Regions from separate parts of the Mus musculus genome. Here all the other regions are linked to region 2. A link is a contact called in public Hi-C data. All regions are on one chromosome and are shown on one strand. The core of a region is the stretch at or near the end of the contact, and the rest is flanking DNA. Distances in the headings are between cores, read along the strand shown.

Region 1 (3,679 bases), core at 1,090-3,589, 390 kb before region 2:
TACAAATGCAGTGAGTGAAAATACTACTATTCCTGACTGTGCAAACAAGCTTCTGGGCCTGGGCAATGGACTCACACTACTGGGGATCTGATGGGCCATGATCCTTAGACCTTTCTACCCTGTTTCAATCCTGAATTCCTATCAGGTCAGCAGAATTCCACCAGCATTTCCAACACATATTCACAGATGCATCTTCTCTCTAAGGGCTGCACTAAAAAATCTGAAGGGACATGTTTCCTATCCCTTCCTCTGGATTTCCTCTGGATTGCTAGTATTTCTTAGTAACAGCTCCTTGACAGTGGAGGCTGCAGGTAGCAAAGTTGCAAAAATATGTTGAAGAACGCAGAAAAGAGAGATTTAAAATCAAAGCAAGGTAAGCTATAACTCTCAGAGTTTCTTTGGACCAGCTCTAGTTGGCTCCCCCATACACACACACACACACACACACACACACACACACACACTCCAAACTTCCTATTTAATGACACTAAGCAATTGTTTGTATGGTTTCTTATTTTTCCATGTCCTTAGCCTTCTTTTGTGTATGTATAGTTCAGTGTACACTGCAAATCTCCATTCAGATGCAGCTCAGTGGTACAGTGCTTGCTGAGCAGGCCCCAAGTTCTTAGTTCAACCCATAGAGCCACAAAACCAAACCAAACCAAACTCTTCATTTGATTAATATTTTGACCATAAGACCTTCCCAATATAGAAGCTTATCTTTCATGACCTGTTCACCATTCTGCTTTCATAGTTAATTCCTGAATATGGATATTTAATCCATAAATTGGCCAGAAAGACTATGTCCTGTTCCTTTAATGGGATTCAAGTCTGTATATATAGAGAATGAAGAAACTGAGGAAGAAACCAATGGGTTAAGTTTTAAGGCAAAATAGTTGGTTGTGAAACAGTTTGTCTGTATTCAAGAGAAAACCCATCATAGCTTAGAGGGTACACATTTCTTTGTCTCATTTCAAATTCCCTGGCAGTTACACAGCATTCGATCCGACAAACCATTTCCACTAAGTTTATGGTCTTCAAGTTCGTGTTACTACTTTGCTATTGTTAGCACATGGTTCCCATTGTCAAAGACATCAATCATGAGGTCCAAGATGGTGCTTGGATATCTCCTATCACATCTACCCAGTAATCTGCCTCAAGGAGGGCTGTGCGAGGGTTAAGAAAGAGAAGGAGAGTGTAGGCAGAACCTATAGACTGACTAAATTACTTACTTCATTTTGACCACAAGTGAATCAGATGGTGTTATGGTTTAAAAACAAAATGTTCCCACAATCTGTTGTCTGGGGGTTTGGGACTCTGGTGGGGCACAATGAACCTTAAGGACATGAATTCTTTCGCAGAACTAACTCCTTAGTAGTGAGCCTTGGAAAGCTGCTCTGGAAGACTATAGCCAGGCCCTGTTTCCTTACTATTCTTTCTGATTCTTGGTAAACGTGAGTACAAACAACTTCTACCACACACTCATTCTGTCATAAATGAGCTACTTACTAACATGGCCTTCATATTGTAACCCTCCAGTTGTTACCTCTACTGACATATGCTACCACCACCAGCCTGTGGAAAATCTTTTTGTCACTTCTATCAGGTATTTTGTCACAGAAACAGAAAAGCCACTGATACATATGGTGATAATCTAGTTACAAGGGACTTTTTGTGGGCAAGGGTAGTAGTACTCTGCAAGTAATGATAGCAAACATCAAACTGGAATTTGATCATTAGGAAAGAGAGTCTGGATATCAGTTAGCAATGGACATTCTTGGCTACATTAGCATATCCTGTGGGTATCCAGATTCGGGAGCATAAACCCACATTTGAGAAGCCACAGAAGGATTGCATGAGGAAATGATACCAGAACTCAGCCAAATATGCCCTGATTTAGAAACTCACACATATATGCGTGTCTTCCCTACAAGACTTCGGTGTCTCAGACAGTCTGCCCTCTTTGTGATCTATAACCCTTCAAAGGGGAGCAAAGGGGAGCAGACTGTTAAGGCATTTTTGGTGGGTTGAGATGAAAGTAATAGTTTTGTTTTTTTTTAATTGGATGACAGGAAAGTGTGTCATCTTTGTGAACAATTTCACTGTCTTGGATGTTGGGAAAAACTAGCCTCAAGATTGTATCACAATAGCAGTCTACACAAATACTTCCTTGAGGCATCTGTCACCTTGTAACCTTTAACATTTGTCTTGCTAATGGCTCATACTCCTTTTACTCATCTCACTGTGTAGGGCTTTCCTCATGTCTATTCCCATTCTAACCTCTATCATAGAAATCTTAGGTCTGCCTTGAGTTGTAAGCCAAGCCAACTTCCAAGCATGGATCACAGCTAGATCATAGGCGTTACGTAGGTAAGGAACAATGACTCAGGGATGCAGAGACCATGACTTACATCCTTTCTTTCCAATTCTAATATCAAATGGCTATAAAAACCAACATTTAGACATAAATCATTGCAATGGCTGTTTCTCAGATGAGTCATATTAACCATTTCTGAATTTATGGAGTTAACTAAAATTGAACATTTATCTGGCTTCCTAAGGGAACCTAAAATGTGAGACAAATCCCAACAGCTAGAGAAAACATGAGAGAAGCTGTTACTCATACCTTCTCTTACTTCATCCTGTTTGTTTGAGCTGCTTCGAGATTACTGAAATACAGAGAAGTGAAACCCAAGCCTCCATAGTTATTTACCTTCCTGTTGGCTTTTGTTTTTAATTGCTGAGAAGTGGCTCTATGTAGGTATTAATGATGCCAAGGCTGATGGAAACTTCCTTGGCTGTTACAAGAATAACAGTGAGCCTGGATATCACTAGGACTTGATCCTCTGTAAACCTAGATTCTATCTTATCCCCAGGAAATGTTGTCTCTTTCCCTATTCCAGCTTGGAGACAGAGACAAGTGTACTACCAGTCGCTTCACTTCATTGCTTCTGAATTATCAGTTGAGTGTGGATGAGAAAAACCAGGCTTCAAGTTCTGCCTGGTTGCCATGGAGAGGCATTTTCAAGTGCAGATTTCCCAGGAGCCCTACAGTGTGCCCTCAAGTGCTTCACAACGGATGAGAACTTTAGGAGATTTCCTTATCTTTTGGGAATAAGAGATAACTGTCTCTGTTACGTTTCTGGGTTCCACATGTGATGATTTGTGGGGAAGTGACGAAGTCAGGTGGCCAATCTCACTGTTTAGGACAGTAGAACTACCAAACAGGACACACTGATAAGTTCATGATGTTAAGTCAACTAAAGATACTATGAGTGTGCTGTTTCTCTCTGTCAATGGGGATACTGTGAACACTGAAACTCAGGAAAGAGAAAACTTTAAGAGATAGATGTTCCTTTCTTCAGACAGGTTTCCAGAAATTTTCATTTAGGAATCTAAAATCTGGTATATTCATTAGTCCTATAAGACATAGAAACTGGTGTCTACCATCCTATCACAAAGCTTAAAGTACCCCAAATTTTGAGGCCACAATTATGTTACAAGGGATGATACCAAGACAAAGGAGGTAATGTCTTCAGATGTGGAGATGTTGGATAAAGATCTGACATCTACTTTGGTATCTCTGTAAAACCAGTAGTTCATTAACAGTATTGGCATACACAAAGCTATATGCTAACTCAGACAAACGTTTATTTGTTTTTTAATGGGATGACTCATG
Region 2 (3,284 bases), core at 556-3,055:
AAGAAAGAGACAAGTTTGCCTGAAACTCATCTAAAAGCCTAGTTCATGATTCCCTGGAAGAATTAACCAGGTTCAGCACATGCCTGCTTACTGCTCTCACCCTCAGTCCAGGGGCTCCCTCTGGTGGTCACCATGTACAAAGATGCGCAACAAAATCACAACCTGTGAAAGAAACTCAACATATCAAGGGAACTTCGAAGCAGGTAGGGAGGCTGAAGCATAACAGAAAAGGAAGTCCGTGGCAGTTGGGCTTGGTAGACTTCAGTAAAGGCTGTGGAGGAGCAAGAAGTAGGGGTAAGACCAGTTCATGCTGATAAGAAGTTCAAAGCCTAGACACTTGATCCAGCTTTTTCTATCTCCCACACACATGCTGCAGACGGGGCTTTGCTCCCAACAATCAACAGGCTGACCGCTGACCACTGTCTATGATGAGACTTGAAAATCTATAGGTGGAACAACATTATGAACTAACCAGTACCCCGGAGCTCTTGACTCTAGCTGCATATGTATCAAAAGATGGCCTAGTCGGCCATCTCTGGAAAGAGAGGCCCATTGGACACGCAAACTGTATATGCCCCAGTACAGGGGAACGCCAGGGCCAAAAAAAAAAAAAAAAAAAAAAAAAAATGGGAATGGATGGGTAGGGAAGTGGGGGGGGGAGGGTATGGGGGACTTTTGGGATAGCATTGGAAATGTAATTGAGGAAAATATGTAAATAAAAATAAATAAATAAATAAAAGACAAAAAAAAAGAAAAAAGGAAAAAAGAAAAAAGAAAATCTAAAACAGTGGTTTTCTTTTCTCTAGTCTGTCATAAATTCCAATATATATATATATATATATATATATATATATATATATATATATATATACTGGAGCAATGAGGTCTAAATCCTTCTTGACAAACACAGGACACCTCTGAGACTTTTTCCTGTCATCTACACCCAAGATCCTCTTATATGAAGTCATCTCTCTGTCTAAGAGTCCTAAACAGTCTGTAAGTGAGCTCATCTTCAACACTCTTTACATAGTACAGTTGTGGGCCTTAAATACATTATTAAAGAAGTGATCTTTGCAGACAATGGAGCAGGGGATGGGGCACAGATAGTGAAATAATTCTATTCCTACACTCAAATAGTGGTTTCCTAGAAAAATAAAGCTAATTTTTGGAGGGCAGAAACATTGAGTAGGGTATATCATCTGCATGAAAATGTTCACTGCAGGAAATGGATGCTTCCATGGGTTGCAGAGGTAGTTAGCTTTGTCACTGAACCAATGTCATCATATCCTTGCCTTAATTTAACCCTATTAACTAGAAGAAAACCACGTGACAAAGCCTTGGGCTTAAAGGTGGGGCAAGATTTCTCTGAATGCCCTTTCTAAGAACTCAAACCCTTCCAAATTACAAGGGTCTCAAGAACTCAGCCATGCTTTGACGTTAACCAAACTTTCAAATGATTTTGAGGGGAGGAAAGCAGAAAGGAGGGGTATATTTTGGGGTCAGATAAATCAAAGCACATTTGGCCAGACACTGCCCCCCTTCATTTCCCAGCACATGTGGATTTCCAGGGAAATTGAATCCATGTGTTCCTGATTCATTTACATTTAACTCTTCAAAATGCTTTGTAAGCCCTCCAAGAAGCCTTCAGCATATTGAGCGAGGGAGCTGAACCTTGTTAGCCATACAAGCACCTAAAATGTTGAATGAATGGGACTAGCTTTTAAGGACAATGAAGGAAGGTCAAGAGCTTCAAGAATCTAGTATATCCCCCTTAATTTCTGAGCTCCAACTGCCTGCCTTGAATGAGATGTACATAGAATAAGTATAATTGTATGTGGGAAACCATTGAGCCAGGAGTCGCCTGCCTTAACAGTTGCCTATGCACAAACTGATTCCTGGACACTGGAGGAAGATTTGTGTTCCCCAATAGTTTCTTTCTTCCTCTTTCTTCCCCTTCTTTCCTGAAGTTACAGTGCTGCCTGCCACCACTGCCCCTGCATCTCTGATAAGAATTGATGAGACCCTGGGGAGTGTGGGAAGTCTCTGGCTTCAGCCACTTGGCAGGAGCTCCACACAGACTCTGATCTTCCTCCACATGCTGGAAATCCCTAGAAATCCTTTGACAGAGAGGAGGTTCAGAAGGGCAGTCTTCCTGTTCGCATGTCTATTCAAAGAAAACCAGCATAAATATAGGAGAAAAAAAATGAGACTGGCCACCACACTGAATACTTCAACAAAGCACCAGCCTTCATAAGAACATACTTCCTGTGGGGTATAGAAACATCTCTGTTCACCCACTTTCCTCATCCCACACGTCTGAACGCAGTCACAAGAGGATCTAGGCCATCTTCAAATAGCAAAAGTGATTTTTGCAAAAATTTAAACACCCTTTATTATCTGATAATAGTTCATGTGCCTAACTCACAAACAGGACTGGTTTCTGAAAGATAAAATGCCAGAATCCAGATAGAAATATTATTATTTCTCCCCATCTTTTCAGATGCTCTGTACCTACAATGTACTCACTAGCCTGGGCTATGAGCAAACATTTCTGAGAGTATTTAGTTTTATTATACCAAAGTGTTTTATAACATGAAAAACATTGCTACCAACTCCTGAGGCAACTGTTCATTAATTAACCCAGGTAATTTTTCACTCAATAAGCCATAAGGACTCTTTTAGAGTTTAAACCCCATGAGGATTCTTTCCATTTTAGTACTAGAATTCACCACCATGTAGATGCTCAAAAATATTCTAAATTTCTTAAAGAGGTTATACCATATGCTGGCTGTAGTCTGTAAAACTGCACCCATGGTCCAGAATTAATAAACCAGGCATAGACTCTTAGGATCTCCACCTTGCATAGGAAGAAGTGGAAGTCTAGAAACAATAAGCCTTTGAGGCTAATAAGAGTGGAAGCTCAGGCTTGAACTTAGGTTGCCTCATTAGATTAACCTCTGTTCTAAGAAAGCTCAGAATGTGAGCTTTATTCTTAATTAGATGATTTCAACTTGGACCATAGAAGGGCCTGACTAATGTCTGTAAGCAGTCACCTCAGTGATGGCAAGCAATTCTTTTTGATCTTCCTGGGATGAAATCACCTCTGCAGACATCCATCCACAAACATGCACTAGCCATTTGCAGAGTACTGATATTGATAAAGCTAAATGCATGCATCAATGCAAGATGAATCATTTATCTAAATATTGATCTAATATTCTAATATGTAAATAATTCAATGACTATAAAATCAAAGCTCCCAAATGGGCAGGGGCAACCTTCTT
Region 3 (3,381 bases), core at 214-2,713, 480 kb before region 2:
TGGTAGAATATACCAACTTATCATCTCTAGTTCTTCATTTATTTATTACTAGACCTCAGCCACAGTTTCTTCTACCTTCACTCTATGCCTATAGGATGTACTATATGCAGTCATGCACTTGATTTTAATGACTCAGAGATCTGTAGATAGGTGTTGTACTTTATAACTTATTGGATATATATAACAAAGAGTTTTCAAAGAAATTGGATGCATTTAATTATACAACAGAGAGAGAGAGAGAGAGAGAGAGAGAGAGAGAGAGAGAGAGAGAGACCTTAGAGTTCTTTTTCCACCATTCAACTAAAATTACAGTAAGAAAGTTTGAATTTTTCTCATTGGCTAAGAGTGAGATTAAAGACCCTGCTGAATCCATATCAGAATTTGTGATTTTTAGAAAAAGCTCACATTTTTCCCAGTTAGTTTTTGTTGTTGTTGTTGTTGTTTGTTTGTTTGCTCTTTTTTTTTTTCAATTCTGGTCATCCTAGATCCAACTGAATCACTAACTTAAGAAGCAAAGACCTGGAAGCTTCCAGATGCTGTTAATGGCTCATTGTAAGTCCTTTCAGATATAGTAGCTGTCCTTCAAGGGGCATTTGCAGTGAACCGAGTCCCATCTTTCCATTGGCTAAGTCCATAATCCTTGGTGGGCTGGGCGGGTTCAAAAAGAAAGGAGGATGTTTTCTTTCTTCACTGTTTAAATCTCCTGTGAGTAATTCCCCACAGCTGGAAATAAACACCCCCCTTCCCCATGGAGGAAAGAGGTCTCAGAACAGAACGGCCCTCTGTGTTTATCAAACTAAAACAAATCATGCCAGTGGTTCCTTACTTCAACCAAAAGGGAGTCTCCTGGACCTCTTGTGTTTGCGCCTGCAATGGGACAAGCTAATTGTACTCTGGGGTTTAAGGATAGAATAGAATTATTTTGAGTTATCTTTTAAAGATGAAAAGGGATAAAGACAAGAAACAAGCTTGAAATTGCTCTGTGTACACAAACAGCTTCTTTAAAACTATTATAAGATTGTTCAGCACTTAAATAGCTATAATTATAAACCCAAACAATAATTCACAGGGCCAGCTGCCTAATCAGTGGAGTTGTAGTTTTCAGAGCAGACTAAGCATATCATTTCTAAAATAAATGTTATTGTGGAAATAGCCCTGGAGAGCATGTGTCTGCCTAGTGAAAGATGTTGGTTATTTTCAAACGTGCCAAGAATTCCAGTGTCCACTGAAGTACGGGTATAAAATGGCACCTTTAAGATTGTGAAGGATGTATTAAATTTTGGTTTGCAAACAAATCTTTGCTATTCACAATTTTAAAACAGTAAAGTACAGAATTTTCTGGGTTTTAGACTCATCCATTCAGTCTAGCTTGGCAGAGAATGCTGATGGAGCAGTTAAGTGATTTTGCAAAGTCATATATTAGTGGTTGACTTAACTTGCAGACTTCTTTGCATAGTCCTATTACAGTCATCGTAATTACAGTAATTGGATTAATTAGCTCACTCCATGTAAAGCTCCTGGGGTCCATAAGCTTTAGAATGAATAAGCACAGCCTGGCATGTAGCCTAGTTTAGTAAGTGAAAGAGAAAAAGAGAAAGAGGGTTGGGGGAGGGGATAGAACACACAGATGCCGACGAAGGCCAGCACTATAGTAAATAATCATGTGTCTCATTAGTAATTATTTAATTTTTTGTGATGTATTTACTCTGTGTGTTTTGTCTGCCTGTCTGCATGAGCACCACATGTCTTCCTGATGAAGACAGAAGTCAGAGGGCACCTGGAACTAGAATTACAAGATTATGATCTATCATGAAGGGGCTAAGGATCAAATACATCTCTTCTAAAAAAATCAACAAGTGTTCTTAATAGATGAGCCCCTATTTATAATATATTTATGAAATTAATATCTGGATTGAACTCTAGATATCAATGGACAGTGCTAAAACTAACACTTCATTTTCAAACCTATTTATACTCCGGAAGACATTAGTCTTTGGAACTTCTCTTGGCCAGATTGGAGGAAGGGAAGAAGAAAGGGATTCATACATGTTCAAGCCTTCTTTCTCAACTTCTTCAGTGATTTTATTCAAGCTTATTGAAGCTCATGTTTATTCTGCTGTGCTGTCACTTGCACTGACCCACTCCTAAGCATTGCCATGAGTGTTTCTTACAACGGTTTCACAGGTCTCAATCCAGTCCATGGAATCTGGCACAGGGGCAGCTAAAATAGAAAATCACATAACTAATCACCTAAGCTGGATACCTCTGACCCAAAACCTAACCCATCCTTCCTTTGAATGCTTAACCTTTACTGTCTCATTATCTTTGGCATCATAATACATTTCTAATAGAAAAGAACTAACGCTTACAGTTATTGCACATTCCATTAGTATCGATAAGCACTAGCTATTACTAAGCATGCAACATGGGATGCTATGGAGAGATGTTCCATAATTATAGCTTGGTAAGTAATAGTTATGTACAGTGTTAGCATTTCATGTTTTCTACAGAATCCAGTGTCCAATCCTCTTTTCTTAATGATCAAAAAGCAGTTGTGGGGTAAATTAATGAGTGGAATAACATATAAGAAGAAAATAAATAAAATTATTTAAATGTATTATGTCCCAAAATTATAAGCCCAGTCAACTTCCCATTAGAGCACTGTTCTCCAAATGTACACAGTGGAATACAACTCAGCTATTAAAAGCAAAGGCATCATAAATTTTGCAGGTAAATGAATAGAACTAGAAAATATCATCCTAGTGAGATAACCAAGACCCAAAAAGTCATGCGAGTTATGTACTTAGTAGTATTAACCATAAAGTACAGGATAACCATGCTACAAGCCACAGACCCAAAGAAGCCAAATAACAGGAGTGCCCAATAGAGGATGCTTGAATCTTACTCAGAAGGGGAAATAAAGTAAACATCAGGTGGATGGAGGAACTGAATGGGAGAGGGGATGGAAAGGGGAATCAGGCAAGGGGTCAGACATAGGGAGAACAGAGGGAAAGAGAGCAGAAAGCAGCTATGGGCAGGGAGGGGAGGCATCCCTAGGATGTGCTAGAGACCTGGGATGGTCAAAGGCCCCAGGGAGTCTATAGAGGTGACTCTAGCTGAGACTCATAGCTGTGGAGGATATGAAACCTGAAGTGGTTACCTTCTGTAGCCAGGCAGGACTCCCAGCTGAGGGATAAGGACACCAACTCACCTACAAAACCTTCTACTCAAAATGTGTCCTGCCTACAAGATATAAAGGAACAAAGTTTGAGCAGTAATGGAGGGAATGGGCCAACAAACAACTGGCTAGACTTGAGACAAATCCAATGGGCAAGAGACAATCCTTGACATTATCAATGATACTCTGTTATGCTCCCAGAC

The links. Hi-C and Micro-C count contacts between places; a contact is called where the count stands out from the background.
Region 1: a contact with region 2 is called in a Hi-C map of the N1E-115 cell line, with 2.3 times the contacts expected there. The contact joins two enhancer-like sites. A contact is called at or near these places in 6 of 484 Hi-C or Micro-C datasets (the F1.1 cell line, the HPC-7 cell line, the N1E-115 cell line and 3 more), 4 of 115 datasets of contacts at active chromatin or transcription factors (the NIH/3T3 cell line, embryonic fibroblasts and embryonic stem cells) and 1 of 9 other capture datasets (embryonic stem cells).
Region 3: a Hi-C map of the N1E-115 cell line shows a contact between it and region 2, with 2.6 times the contacts expected there. The contact joins two enhancer-like sites. A contact is called at or near these places in 1 of 484 Hi-C or Micro-C datasets (the N1E-115 cell line) and 1 of 115 datasets of contacts at active chromatin or transcription factors (astrocytes).

The regions. Positions count from the first base shown.
Region 1 is chr15:56,720,156-56,723,834 of GRCm38.p6, reverse strand. No RefSeq gene overlaps it. Among named protein-coding and RNA genes, the nearest start is that of Has2, 27 kb to the right of the region's middle. RefSeq lists an enhancer at 2,164-3,679. Within about 2 kb of position 2,339, at least 30 of the 459 cell types and tissues checked have an H3K27ac peak or open chromatin away from gene starts, as enhancers often do. A contact at or near this core is called in the N1E-115 cell line, where this site is marked.
Region 2 is chr15:56,333,487-56,336,770 of GRCm38.p6, reverse strand. No RefSeq gene overlaps it. Among named protein-coding and RNA genes, the nearest start is that of Gm41326, 75 kb to the left of the region's middle. Within about 2 kb of position 1,805, at least 13 of the 459 cell types and tissues checked have an H3K27ac peak or open chromatin away from gene starts, as enhancers often do. A contact at or near this core is called in the N1E-115 cell line, where this site is marked.
Region 3 is chr15:56,815,718-56,819,098 of GRCm38.p6, reverse strand. No RefSeq gene overlaps it. Among named protein-coding and RNA genes, the nearest start is that of Gm38516, 52 kb to the right of the region's middle. Within about 2 kb of position 1,463, at least 7 of the 459 cell types and tissues checked have an H3K27ac peak or open chromatin away from gene starts, as enhancers often do. A contact at or near this core is called in the N1E-115 cell line, where this site is marked.